Regions from separate parts of the Zea mays genome. Here region 1 is linked to region 2. A link is a contact called in public Hi-C data. All regions are on one chromosome and are shown on one strand. Each heading gives the region's core, a stretch centred on a gene start, on an enhancer-like site or on the middle of the called end of the contact. The rest is flanking DNA. Distances are from core to core; before and after follow the strand shown. Region 1 holds the start of LOC103640243. Region 2 holds the start of LOC100192893.

Evidence for each region. Hi-C and Micro-C count contacts between places; a contact is called where the count stands out from the background.
Region 1: a contact with region 2 is called in a Hi-C map of root tip, with 5 times the contacts expected there. The contact joins the promoter of LOC103640243 here to the promoter of LOC100192893 in region 2. A contact is called at or near these places in 6 of 25 Hi-C or Micro-C datasets (bundle sheath, ear, endosperm and 3 more).

The regions. Positions count from the first base shown.
Region 1 is chr1:161,862,349-161,865,662 of Zm-B73-REFERENCE-NAM-5.0, reverse strand. It overlaps LOC103640243, which reads left to right and starts at 1,393. Exons shown (of 6, transcript XM_008662863.4): 1 at 1,393-2,035; 2 at 2,505-2,667; 3 at 3,107-3,247.
Region 2 is chr1:161,677,074-161,680,550 of Zm-B73-REFERENCE-NAM-5.0, reverse strand. LOC100192893 reads left to right here and starts at 2,152. Exons shown (of 7, transcript NM_001358485.1): 1 at 2,152-3,477. The coding sequence starts at 2,903. It also overlaps the pseudogene LOC118476066.

The DNA.
Region 1 (3,314 bases), core at 144-2,643, 190 kb before region 2:
TGGCACAGCTCCACCTCCTGATTCTAAGCGAGGATCTAGAGGAGCCGTGCCAAACGAGTATTTTTTAAACTGATTCTCGTGTGGAGCCGAAAGATCAGGAGTCGTTTTTTGTGAAGAAAGGTGGGATCTAAAAAAACCTGCTCCACCCTCCCTTAAAACAGCTCCTCAACCAACCAAATATGGACCTCCCCTTAAAGTTTGATCGAAATTACCCGCAATTGCCATTGGACAAAAACATAACGAGCCAATTTATGGATTAAACATTTGAGACCATTTTATGCACTACTATGATGGGAATATTTTATATGTTATTGTTTCATATATTTTTCCGTATATGCATCCTACTTATTGATTTGTAATAAAGTTGAACTGCAAAGAGTAAAACAGACAATCGCTACAGACCACCAACTCTCAGAAGACAAGAATCAGTTTACTTGCCAAACAGTTTTAAAAATGATTCTGATTTTCTAGGAGAATCAGGAGGATCAGCTCCTCACGAGGATCAGGATCTAGAGCTAAAGAAGCAGGAGCTGGAGCTTTGCCAAACGGGCCCTAAATGGAGTTACACATGGCCTAATGATTTTAGTAAATGACCGTCCTTGCCTGTAAGAATTGACCAGTACAGTGGACGCGAGTACAATTGGAATCCTTCGAATCCAGGTCCAGGAAAATGACATAACTTCTCATTAAACCATCCATTACGCTTACGCAGCCGGAGAAACAAATGAATTGAAGAAACGGCTCCTGCTTTTGACTCCTGTTCCAGCCTTTCTTTATGCACTGCACATAAATCCAAACCAAAATTAGCGAGGAAAGAAACACTTGATATGTGTAGATCAACGACAAGATAAGGGGGTGTTTGGTTTCTAGGGACTAATGTTTAGTCCCTACATTTTATTCCATTTTAGTTCTAAAATTGCCAAATATAGAAACTAAAACTTTATTTCAGTTTCTATATTTAACAATTTATATACTAAAAAGGAATAAAATGAAGGGACTAAACATTAGTCCCTAGAAACCAAACACCCTCTAAGACACCCCTTTCGGTATCAGGTGATTAGTTGTGAATTTGTCACCGGTCAGCTAGGGGACAAGAACTACGCTGTTGCGGTTTTCCAGGTTCGGTGTGTGCATGTAGCGGTGCTGCTACATTTATGATCTTCCTGCCTTTCCTTTCTCCATGCTCCAATCCAGAGGCACAGGAGAGAGAAAGTCAGAAAGGCACTCCAGCCACTCCTAGAGGGAGGGAAAGAGAGATAGTGTGTGTGAGAGGGCAAAGAATGGAATAATTGAAAATCTATGCTGAATTTGTTTTTTTGTTATAATCGTCTCTATAGTATATGGGTCCATACGTGTCTATAAATTATAGAGTTAATGGTAAATTCTCACAGCCCATGAGAACGATGCCAAATTTGCAAATCTATCGGCAGAAAATCACCCACGTCTGCAATTGTCCAAAAAGCTGAACTCACCAGTCACCACGGAGGAAAAAAAAGAGAGGAATGGGAAAGGCACAGAGAAGCCCCTAATTTATGGCTTTTTGCACCCGAACCCCAATGCAAAGTGATGAAGAAAATCAATGCCTTCTCCTATCCACCACCAAACCTTGGTAGAGTGAGAACAATATACTCCGCCAGGGCGTCCTACAAGAGAAGAGGAGCCGGCAGAGAATAAGAAGACCAGAAGTTGACAAACTTTTCCTGTTCTTCGAGAAGCCCATTTTCTCTCTTCTTCTCCACTAGATAGAGAAAGGGGAGAGAGAGGGAGCCGAGGAGGAGAAGATCCCTCTCACCGTCATCTGCTGGCCAATCTAATCTCCGTCGTCTGCATCTGGGTCTGCTCCCGTCCATGGCCTAGTGACGGAGGATTGTATCTCTGTCCATGTGGATGGCGATAAATTAGTACTTGTTTATAGGTGTTGCTGTTTGGTTGGTTGGCCTTGTCTCCTTGTTTGAGGAAGTGGGGAGAGGCGGAATCTTTTGTTGGATCATGGCAGTTCCAATGCGGCCGGTGGGCTTCGCCCCCCCGTGACATGGTGAGCAGTTGAGGGGACGGATTATCTCCTGTTCTTGGCTGCTTCCCTCTGTTCTATTCTGGCCTGGCCGCCATTGTTTCAGCGGATGAGTTCGGGGTCGGAAGTCTTGTTCTTGGAGGTTCTCCCCTCTGCTTATTGGCCATATGATGTTCTACTCCTGCCTAAATTTTGCCTGTGCGAAAAATTTGTGTCCTTTTTGATGTTGTGGTTTTGGTTGGATAATAGTGTGGGAAAGCTGACAACTTTCTTGATTTTGGTTTGATAATATTATCCTTGCAGTGTGCTTGTGATGTTGCGATTTTTCAGAAAGCTCTGATTTTTAGCGCTTCATTATTTGGAATCCTTCTGGCTCTGTAGTTTGCTGTGGTTTGTGATCTCGTCTTCAATATTTTTTGTCGCTTGCATTTATGGCCCTTCACGCCTTCTTTTTCTTCCCATTCCCTGACGTCCTACAAATGACAAATTACAGGTCTCTTGTTGCTGACACTACCTGGACTTTTCTTCTGCTTATGACAAAGACGAACTGATAAGCTGGCATTCGTAGATCGGTTTCTTGGGAGATACACATACAGAAGCTTTAGGGTCGGCTCGTAGAATCTCTCAGACACCGTCGTTTTGCATCCGAGAACTTGGTAAGTAGTATGAGATGTCCTTCTTGCGGTTTTCTGAACCAATGCTCGTTTACCTTCTGTTTGTCATCAGAGAAGATCCTTATCCTACTTGTTGATCGAAATTGAAGTGTTTGTAAAGAATGCTAAGTAATGCGTTTCTTTATGTGCATTTTTGTGATGAGGTTCGGGGGTTTCGCCTCTGTGCTGTTTCATTCACTTTGGACTAAATTTTCAACATTTTCTTCAATCGATAATTACTGGCACTGAGATATTTCCCCAGCAAAACTAATTTTATGGAATGTTGATTACTTGTTTAACTCCCATTGCAATTTGGTATCCACTCTAGTTGCATTATTTAAAGTTGTGATGATTACTCATGGTCAGAGTTTGCAGAAATTAGGGGCTTACTTTCAGTTTTCTGTTTTCTAATTGCTTACGAGCTGTGATTGCCAATTTTCAGGTCACTTCTAAGTGCATTTTCCTTTGCTGCAAAAGGTGCTGAATAAACTGTCTGCACAAGTCAGTGGTCCTTGAACTACAGGGACCTGATCTGCAGATTCTTCCATTGGGTACTGTTTCATATTTGACCACTTTGTAAATTGTAAGTTAGATATCTTCACACCCGGTCTCCAAGCCATGACGTTTATTTCAGTTTTTAGCTTAATTTT
Region 2 (3,477 bases), core at 903-3,402:
GTGTGAAATGAGCTCCACCCGGGTAGGGATATATATAGAGGGATTGGGGATGAAATTTGTAATTTTTTGCAATTTTTTTCGAATTTTTTGGACTCCAAACGGTCAAAAACGGCTAGTTGCAACGGCTAGCACACGTGGACCAATCAGATCGCGACACGTGGACCAGTCAGATCGCGCCACGTCGCTCTCGCCCGCGCTCTCGCCCCGCGCTCTCGCCCCGCCAGTGCCTCGCCTCCCTCTCGCCCGCATCTCGCCCGGGCGGGCGCTCCAGCGCGGGCGAGAGCGAGGCGATATCGCCCGCTCTCGCCGGGCGCCAGCGCCATCGCCCGACGCCGGCCTCTCGTCCGCCTATCGCCCGCGCGCGGGCGGCAGCGGCCTCTTCTCGCCCGCGCTGCCGTCCGCACTGGCACCAGCCTCACTCTTCACCACCACAGCCAAGGCGCCAACCACTTCTCAAAAAAGAAAACAAAAGGAGTTCTTGCAGTGCCTCGATAGCTAAGACTGTTTTTAGCAGAGCGTAAACAATAAGGGATACTCCATCCGTTTCGTTTTAGATATCGCTGGATAGTGTAAAATTGAACTATCCAGCGACAACTAAAAAGAAACGGAGGGAGTACAAAAATATAGATAATATTGTTTGATACTGTTTACAGAGAAATATTTGAAATATGGATAAATTTGTCACGCACCTTCGTCGTGAATGTTACCGGATATGAGGAAGAGAGCAGGAGAGGTCCGAGGAAGAAGAACAGAAGGAATGGACGAATATTGTTCTGTTATTCGACAACTCTATTAGCAGCATCCTATCGAGTATTTGTACAACAATATACTGGACACGGTCCACGGCCCATTAGTCAAGTCATCCATTCGGCTCCCGTCACCCGCGTATTAGGCCTGCGCACGCGGCGGCCCATCCTTCCAACAGCAGCTTCATTCGTTCCTGCGCTTGCCGATTGGTGTTCAAAGTGTACTGAAGCCGATGGTATGCTGACAATAAACTAGAAAATGAGGTAGGAGATAGCCTAAGCTAATTAACCAACCATGCAGATGGCATGGAGTCCATTGCAGTGCATTATTGGGCATTATCCGCCCCTAGTTCGGCCAGCGCGCGCTGCGTCGTGCAGTACTGCGAGCTTCCCATAAATTCCAGATCTTGTTTTGGAATACAGAGATACACGCCGTTCCAAAGGAGGAAAAAAAGAAATGGAACCCAAAGACAGTTTTAGGGCTAGTTGTAGTTGGTAACCTCATTTTTTTTCTAAGAGATTTTTTAATTTTTTCTAGAGAAAATTAGTTCATTTTCCTTTAAAAAATAAAATTTCTTAGATAAATAGAGTTGTAAAACTAGCGTGAAAAAAATTTACTCTCACTTCAACGAAATCCCACGTCATCGCGATCAATGATTCCAAAATAAGTACACGGTACACAATGCATAAACAAACAGAACTCCAGCGAAAAGAAACGAGACCTAGACTGAACTTAACGTCCGACAACTGTCCCTATCATAAACATTCTCACTTAATGCCCACCACCATGGCAATAGCTAGCCAAACGTTCCCTCCCATTTTGAATATCATGAAAATGAGGTTGGTGGAGGTGAGAATGGAGGGGCTAAACTCCCTCTCCTATTTATATTTGAGAGCGAGGAGATAGAGAGGATTGGAAGGCTGAAATCCCACCACTTTTTAAAATTAAATAGCAAAAGGAAATTTTAGGCCCTCTAATGTCCCTTCTCTCAAACATGCCCTAGAAATTGTGAGCATATATCCCTTTCTCCAAACACGCCAAAACTAAAAGCCAAAAGGGGAGAAAAAAATACACGTTGTCGAAAGCGTTAGATCCCCGCTTTTATCATGCTAATTATAGTTGTTTTTTGTTAACCACTACTCGATGCCCATGTTGCTCACTAAACAAGCTGCCTTTGCTCACATGTGCTCATCTTTTCATCAACCACATCATCGCTCACAAACAGCACTAAACCATCAAGAATGAGTAAGCACTTGAATTTGAAATTTAGAATTCGATGAAAAAGGGCAGACCGGGGTTTAAATACAAACGGCTAGTACAGCATTGCCCATACTGCTTACTGCCCTAGCGTTATAAATATTGCCACATGAACGTTTCCCCGCCCAAAACCAGGACACCGCGTTGGTGTCCCCCCTGTTCTTGCGCGCGCGCATCAATTCCACACTAATTCCCCTTTGCCCGTGTACCCTCACCCAAAGCAAATGCATTCTTTGACCATTGCGTTCCAGCACACCTGTATCTTCTTTCTTTTCGCGAAAGAAAAAACTACTAACAAACTCCCAAGTCCCAACCAGTTCGACGACAAAATTTATCCAAAACACTATCAAAAGCTTCAACTTTTACTTTTTTTTTTTGGATCTGCTGCACCTGTTCTTCAATTCGTCCTTGGTCTCTGGCATAGACAGGTTGTTGCAATTAACCAAAGCCCCCCAAGGCCCTAATCCTCCACCATGCGTAGAGTTAGGCTTTAGGAGGCCAGACAAGAAGATCAGAGAGGGAGTGAGAGAGGTGCACTTGCTCCCCAGCTCAAGACCAGCGCAGGAACTAAAAGCAAAAGGGAAGGACAGATTGAGCACCAATTAAAGGCGGGCAGCTGGAGCAATCGGCCATGGCCTGCCATCGCCTTCGTTGCTATCTTTAGGCTAGCCGCTGCTCGGATTGCTTGTTGTGGACGCAGGGGGAGGAGACTGATCGCCCGGGGAGGCAGAACAGAACAAGACAGAACGGAGGAGGAGGAGGAGGAGGAGAGAGAGGAGACCGACCCTCCCCCTCCCTCCCCTGTGTTCTTGCTCCTCCTCTGTTTCCAGTCCCCCGCCGCCTCCGTGGAGCCATAAGCAGGTGCTTGGCCCGCCGGTCGGCGGCGAGGGCGGCAGACATGGGTTGCGCGGTGTCGAGGCCCGGGGTGGTGTCCTCGCCGTCGTACGAGGACGACGTGTCGTCGTGCTCCTACAATATGTCCCGCAGCGCGTCGGCGTCGGCGGACCTGGGCTCGGCGTCGGCGTCGGCGTCGGCGATGTCGATATGGAGCCGGCCGGTGCGGCTGGAGGCGTTCAAAGACGACGACGAGGACGAGCGGCGGCGGCGGCGGTCGGGGAGGGAGGCTGCGGTAGCGGCGGCAGCGCGGCTGGGGAGCGTCCGGCCGTGCGTGGAGGGCGAGCAGGCGGCAGCCGGGTGGCCGGCGTGGCTGAGCGCGGTGGCCGCCGAGGCCGTGCACGGGTGGGTGCCGCTCCGCGCCGACGGCTTCGAGAAGCTGGAGAAGGTGGGGCAGGGCACGTACAGCAGCGTGTTCCGCGCGCGGGAGCTGGCCACGGGCCGCCTGGTGGCGCTCAAGAAGGTGCGCTTCGACAGCGTGGAGCCCGAGAGCGTGCGGTTCATGGCGCGGGAGATCCTCATCCTCCGCCGCCTCCAAGGCCACCCCAACGTCGTCGGACTCGAGGGCCTCGTCACCTC